Linked DNA regions of Sus scrofa: region 1 is linked to region 2. A link is a contact called in public HiChIP or PLAC-seq data. All regions are on one chromosome and are shown on one strand. Each heading gives the region's core, a stretch centred on a gene start, on an enhancer-like site or on the middle of the called end of the contact. The rest is flanking DNA. Distances are from core to core; before and after follow the strand shown. Region 1 has its middle 9.8 kb from the start of NLRP2. Region 2 has its middle 62 kb from the start of TTYH1.

What was found. HiChIP or PLAC-seq counts read pairs in DNA pulled down with a chosen protein or histone mark.
Region 1: a contact with region 2 is called in an H3K27ac HiChIP or PLAC-seq map of alveolar macrophages. The contact joins two enhancer-like sites. A contact is called at or near these places in 1 of 47 Hi-C or Micro-C datasets (blood) and 1 of 2 datasets of contacts at active chromatin or transcription factors (alveolar macrophages).

The regions. Positions count from the first base shown.
Region 1 is chr6:59,180,015-59,183,307 of Sscrofa11.1, reverse strand. No RefSeq gene overlaps it. Among named protein-coding and RNA genes, the nearest start is that of NLRP2, 9.8 kb to the left of the region's middle. Within about 2 kb of position 1,862, at least 1 of the 83 cell types and tissues checked has an H3K27ac peak or open chromatin away from gene starts, as enhancers often do. A contact at or near this core is called in alveolar macrophages, where this site is marked.
Region 2 is chr6:58,951,680-58,955,016 of Sscrofa11.1, reverse strand. It overlaps the pseudogene LOC100516019. Among named protein-coding and RNA genes, the nearest start is that of TTYH1, 62 kb to the right of the region's middle. Within about 2 kb of position 1,421, at least 2 of the 83 cell types and tissues checked have an H3K27ac peak or open chromatin away from gene starts, as enhancers often do. A contact at or near this core is called in alveolar macrophages, where this site is marked.

The DNA of each region.
Region 1 (3,293 bases), core at 613-3,112, 230 kb before region 2:
GCTGTGATCCTCAGGCGCACGCTCGCTCTACCCCGTTCTCAACTTTGGTCACAAACTCCATTTGCAAACTTGATCCTGAACCGAATTTCAGCTCAGGGTGCTCCTAGGACATCGCTGGCTGATGAAATGAGCCGATGTCTATGTGATGGGGCTTCTGAGAATGGTAGCACCATCCTGATAAAAGGGGCAGAGAGAGCCGAGTGCTCCTTCCATATTTGTCCCTCTGTCCTGCCTGGCATGCAGACGAGTCCTGCCATCATGACGGTTAAAGCCCCTGCTGAAGGCGGCAGGGCTCCAAGAAGGACTATGGACCCTGTGGGGGTCAGGTTGCTGCACCCGAATCTACTTCGGTGCAGCTTAGATGTGAGGGGATCAAGCCAGCTTCCCTCTATCTGATCCCCCACGTGAACATCCGCCTCTAAAAACGGGAAATTGTCAGCCCAACGTCCAACCACAGGCCTTTTAAATCTGCTGCATTGGGGCCTGAGACAAATCTTGTTGATCACCTAACTTTTTTTCAACTAAGTTTATATTTTTCATGCTAATTAAACATAAACGAAAATCCATTCACGTAACATAAATTTCATGTGAACCTGTTATGTGAACAGTTCAGTGGCCTTTGGTTCATTCACAGTGTTGTGTGACCAGCACCTCTGTCTAGGTCCAGGCGTTTTCATCACCTCAGGAGGAAACCCTTCTCCTCTAAGCAGCTGCTCCCCAGTGTCCCCCCTCTCCATCCGCTGGGAACCACAGTCTGCTTCCTGTCTCTAAGCAGTTCCCTATTCTGGAAGTTTTGCATAAGTGGAGTCTCCCATTTTATGCAAAGGTTAACTCAGAATGGACCAGAGAGCTAAACATAAGGGGAAAAATCACCTAACATTTTAAGGTATTTATGAGCCCACCTCGAGTTTGATGCAGGCTCAAGACAGAGGACATCTTTCTTCCTTCCTGTCTTCCTTCCTTTCTTTCGTCTTTTTGCCATTTCTTGGGCCGCTCCTGCGGCACATGGAGATTCCCAGGCTAGGGGTCCAATCGGAGCTGCGGTCGCCGGCCTACGCCAGAGCCACAGCAACACGGGATCCGAGCCGCGTCTGCATCTGCAGCCTACACCACAGCTCACGGCAACGCCGGATCCTTAACCCACTGAGCAAGGGCAGGGACTGAACCTGCACCTCATGGTTCCTCGTCGGATTGGTTAACCGCTGCGCCACGACGGGAACTCCCATTTTTCTAATTCCCTTCTCTTCTCCGATTAACAGAGCGGCTATGATCCTCCCTTCCCAACTCCTCACCTTCCTCAAAAGGCACAAAAACCCCGCCCTAAACCTCCTCAATATCTCAGATTTTTTTCTCGTTTGCAGAGTCTTTCTTGGCCCTATGATTTCAGGGTTGTTTTCAGATCGCAGGTACTACACACTTCTTCCTTTTTAAAGAAATGATGCGACTGCGCCTTTCCCAGTGCTGTTTATACGCCAATCGGTGTCAGTCATGTAAGTCAGCCTTTTCTGAAAGGGGTCAGTGAGGTCATGGTGTCGAGGGGATCCTTGCACACACGGAGAAGAGAGATCTAGAGGGTGAGGTGAGCGCCAGCTTCCCTCCAGATGTCCAGTGTTAAAGCCAGTACTCTTGCGAGAGCCTGTGACCCCAGTTCCTCTGCTCCCTGATTGAGAGACCACCACCCCAGCACCCCCAGAAATCCCAGGCAAAAATGAAGGTCATTCAGAAGAGCAAAGTCAAGTGATCACGCAGCATCAAGTGTTTAGTTAAGCCGGGAGACGTTCCGTCATAAGTCACAGCCTCCTGTGTCTTCAAGGGTGGTGATTACCACAGCATACCTGTCGGATATGGCAGGAAAGAGTCACACGTGTCACGTGACTGTAATTGCAGCAGTTATCTTTCTCGGAAAGAGTATGTGTTTACCTCCCTCCGCATGTTCAGTCGTTCTGTTTTATCACATTGCGGGGGGAGATTCTCGTCACTCCTCCTGACCTTCCTGTCTTTACTCCGCATGCGTCTTATTGGCGTGAGGACACGTTGAGGAGAAGAATGATTCAGCCCCCTTGTGGATACCTGTCAGAGAAGGACGCGTCCCACTTCCTTTGTATTTAGCAGATGATTTCTCAAGAAGAGCAATTTCAAGAAGAATGGTAGGATAAGAAGCTAGATTGCAGGGACCTGAACATGCCTGAGTTGTCTTAACTTGGAGACCTGCGTGTCGAATGCTACTTCTAGAAACTCCCCTAAAAGAGAGAGACGAGAGATTAGGTACAGTGTTAGGGAAAATGAGAAATTAGAGGGGTTCCCATCATGGCGCAGCGGGAATGAATTTGACTAGGAACCATGACGTTTCGGGTTCCATCCCTGGCCTCGCTCAGTGGGTTAAGGATCCGGCGTTGCCGTGAGCTGTGGTGCAGGTCACAGATGCGGCTCGGATCCCACGTTGCTGTGACTGGTGTAGGCTGGCAGCAACAGCTCCGATTAGACCCCTAGCCTGGGAACCTCCCTATGCCACAGGTGTGACCCTAAAAAGACAAAAAGACCCAAAAAAAAGAGAAAGAAATTAGATACCAGCTTCCTATGGCAACTCATGAATCCATTGACTTTCAAGAGTCTTTTCACCTTTGATACCATGAAATGCTTACATACAAAATAGTGCTATTCTATATTGTGCTCATTTGGGTGAAATTAATCTGGTTTACACTCATATTCCAGCGACTTTAGGGAGCTGAAGTTCGTCAAGAGAAAAAAACCCATTTAAAGTTACGGAAGGCATCATTGTCAGGGTCTGCCCTCCAAGAATAATTGTGTCTTTGCACAAAGAGGAGTTTGAATTGAAACCTCACTAACCTTTCAAAGGTCTGACCTCCAAACATTCAAAGAAAGGGAGGAGGAATTTTTATCATAGCGACTTACCAGTGGAATGAAGAGAGAGACAAAGAAGCAGGCTGCTACTCACTCACCTCCCGCTCCGGGACTTGCGTCCTGGCTGTAAGGGCTGCAAGCCGAGGAAACCTTACATTAAGGAGTTTCTCCTGCTGCCCAAGCTCCGGGATTGGCCCTCGAGACCCAATCCCATTGCAGAGAACTTCCTGCATCCACACGATGATGGATACGTGGGGACCATTTCCTCAGTTTGTGTCCAGTTCTTCTAGACCAGTGGTTCTCAACCTTGGCTGCATGGTGAACACTTCCCTGAGGCTTTATTTCAAAGTATTGATGCCCAGAGAGTCTGATTTTTAGGTCGGGTTGGAGATGCCCGGACATCGGGTTCTTTGAAGATCCCCAGATAAGTG
Region 2 (3,337 bases), core at 172-2,671:
CCCTGACAGCTTATTACAATATAGTGAATAGAGTTCCCTGTGCTATACAGTAGGTTCTTATTGCTTATCTGTGTTTATATAGTAGTATATGTCTCGTAATCTCAGATTCCTGACTGATGCCTCCTTCCCCCTAGTCACGAACTCTTTATCAAGAAGCTCCAACTCCAGCAAATGCTGGGCACAACTTGACACCATCGGAACAAAAGGCCCCCTCCTGTGAAATCTGGGTTTTTGTACTATTTTATGTCGTTGTTCTATCTTTTCTATAATTCAGAGAAATTGTTCATTTTGATCATGGTATCTCTTAACCTATCATGAAACAACTTACCACTTTTTTATTCAATCAGTGATTTCCCACTGACAGGACTGCTTTTTGTTATCAAAGCACAGTCCCTAGGAGTTCCCATTGGGGCTCAGTGGTAACAAACCCGACTAGTATCCATGAGGATGTGGGTTCAATCCTTGGCCTTGCTCAGTGGGTTAAGGATCTGGCGTTGCCGTGAGCTGTGGTGTAGGTCGCAGATGCTGGTGGATCTGGTGTTGCCTAGGAACGTCCATATGCCCCCCCCCAAAAAAAACCACCCCAAAGCACCCTGCCTAAGGGGTGTTATTTCTTAGGAAATTAAAACGTGGAGAAGCTAGATAGTGCTGCGTGTAAACGAAGGTGCCACCCTGGTATGTATCAGAAGTGTGTGAGTGTGCTTGTGTGTGCCCATGCATTTTGTATTTGCACGTGTGTATTTGTGCGCATGTGTGTGAATACCTGCGTGTGAATGTGCAGATCATGATGCAGTGCCCTTTGGCGGAAGCAATAAAATGTCTTGGTCTATCATTGACCTGATCAATGGAGCTGCCTCCTCTTAATGACAGGACACACCTCTGCCTTCCTTTCTCTCTCTCCCTCCCTCTCTCCCCCACCTCCCCTCTGCCAGAGTTTAATTCTTAGCCCCTCCCACTCATCATAAACACTCTAGCGTTTGTTCCGACTCAGCCTTCCCCTCCCCACGCTCCTCCCCAGGAAGGTGTCCAGAGTGGAGGAAACAATCGCCTAATGTGACCGTTGAGGCCCCTCTGGGTTCCTGCTGGCCCTGGGTCCGAGCTGACGTGGTCTGTGGGTTTTCTCGCTGGGTTGCTGGAGGCTCCCGCTGATGTCGGTGCCCAGTGATCAGGTATCCATCCTCCCTCTGCTCCCTCAGGGCCTGGGGTCCCCTCAGAAGGTCCCAGTGCCCACTTTGTCCCCAGGGTTCAGTGAATGTGTCTGGGCATCTGGTTCTGCCTCACTGTAACCCCTTTGCATTCATCCCCCCTGGACACACCTCCAGGACATGGAGGGGGGTTCCGAGGGCAAGGGAGCCCCTCTCTTCCTGCCTGGCCCTGCAGCGCCACCAGGGATGCTACACGTGGCTTGTCCTCCAGGTGGCGCTCGGAGGACGGAAACCTCCCAGCTGGTGAGTTGCAGCAGGTCCTGAGATGGGAACGGTGAGTCTGGTTCCCACGCGGGTCTGCGGCCCCCATCACTTCGAGCTGGCCGACCCTGGGCACATTAATCTCAGTCCCTTTTTTCTTCAAGAAAAATGGGGACACTCTGTGGAGGGTTCCATACAAGGATTCAACGTGCTTACATAGTACTGAAATCTCAATCACACTCTTGTAAGAGCTGCCTGGATCTAGGTTGAACTTTTAAAATATTCTTAAGATATATAATAACATTTTAAATACCAGACCTGTAACAGGCATGCAGGTTTCTTATGTTTCTATTTTTAAAGAACAATAAAAGATGGAAAAATGAGAGCCGGACACTGGCGCCTCCTCCTGGACTTTCAGGGGAACTTTCCCTTTGTAATCAGAATGGAAACTGGCTCCACAAGCTGGAAGGTGACCCCAAGAAGCAGGCTCGGGGCTCTCCTGGTGAGGGGGTTCCCGCGACCCCATATGCTGGGAGGCACAGCTGGTCCCGCTCTAGGGAAATGGCCCTGCAGATCCCAAGAGTTTCTTTGTTGAGCCAGCATGGGGTGGCCTGTTTAGAAGCCCTGTATCATCAGCAACAACGCTAAATAATCAAGTGGGTAACTGTGAACTCACTTAACTCTGTGTGAACTGACTTTAGGAAATGACACAGGGACCTGGGAAGGGGAGGAGGGATATTTCATATAACACAGCCACGGGGCCCGCCCACGTGTCCGTGATCAGCGGTCAGGAGCGAGGCGTGGTCTTGCAGGCGTGGGATTCAGAGCGCGCTGGGCGGACTGACCCGAGGCACGTGGAAGAGAAGATGAAGAGCAGACTCGGGCAGATATGGGGCTCCGCTTTCTGCGCACCTAATTCAGGGGCTCTGGGGCCACAGCCACTAAGGCAGCCACACCCCTTACCTGAGTGAAGGCTGTCCCGCTGTCCGAATGGTGTTTCATCTGTGTAACTATTACAGCCAATAGACCCCAACGTGTAAAGACTCAGGTGATAGGAATTAGTTCCTCTCTCCAAGTAAACAGGTGAATCTGATTCCAGCTCAGCAGGGAGGTGATTTAAAATACCGTATATGAGAAAAAGAATGTGTATATATGTGTGACTGGATCACTATGTTGTACAGCTGACATTGACACAATACTGTAAATCAGCTCTACTCTAATAAAAAGAATAATAAAATACCGTGTATTAATTTTTTAATGTGAGGGAAAATGAGGGAGATCAGGAGATGCCTGTCAATGAAAAGATACTTTGCTCCTCACAGTTCCCAGGAGGAAGGGGCATGCATGCCACCAACCAGGGCCTCATGGGGAAGCCCTAGAGGCTGAAAGAGACGGAGTGAAGGAAAAAAGTGGGCAAGACCTTTACTGTATCTTCCATGAGAAGGAACAGGTAGGGAAGGGTAAGCAGGCTTGGGACTGGCGGGTTTAATGATTTCAGTGCCTTTCTTGGGTGGAGAGGGTGTCCCTAGTTGGCCATTACCTGGCCTTGGGGTGACAAGGGCAGGTGGATAGTTGCCCAGACTGAAGTCCCATAAAGAATATGGTAGGGGTGAGGATTCTGGATTGGTTGTGTTGGGAGGGGGGGGTTATTGGGTTTTTTTGATAAGTACACCCCAGGAAGAAGATTCTTGCAATGCAGGAGGCCAGAGGCCAATGTAAGTGACTTAGGCATACAATCAGGTTATCTAGGAAAAAGCATGTCTAGTGCCACCCTTAAAATTAAATGTCCAGTTATTTTACCAGCAAAAGGAGTTTATTTAGGAATGGTAGAGGAATTGCTATTCGGGAATTCAAGCTATTGCAAAAAACAGTCAAGTCCAGAGAACAAAGGAACAGTTTACAGAGACAAAGGAAGAAGCTGGAAGGGGCAG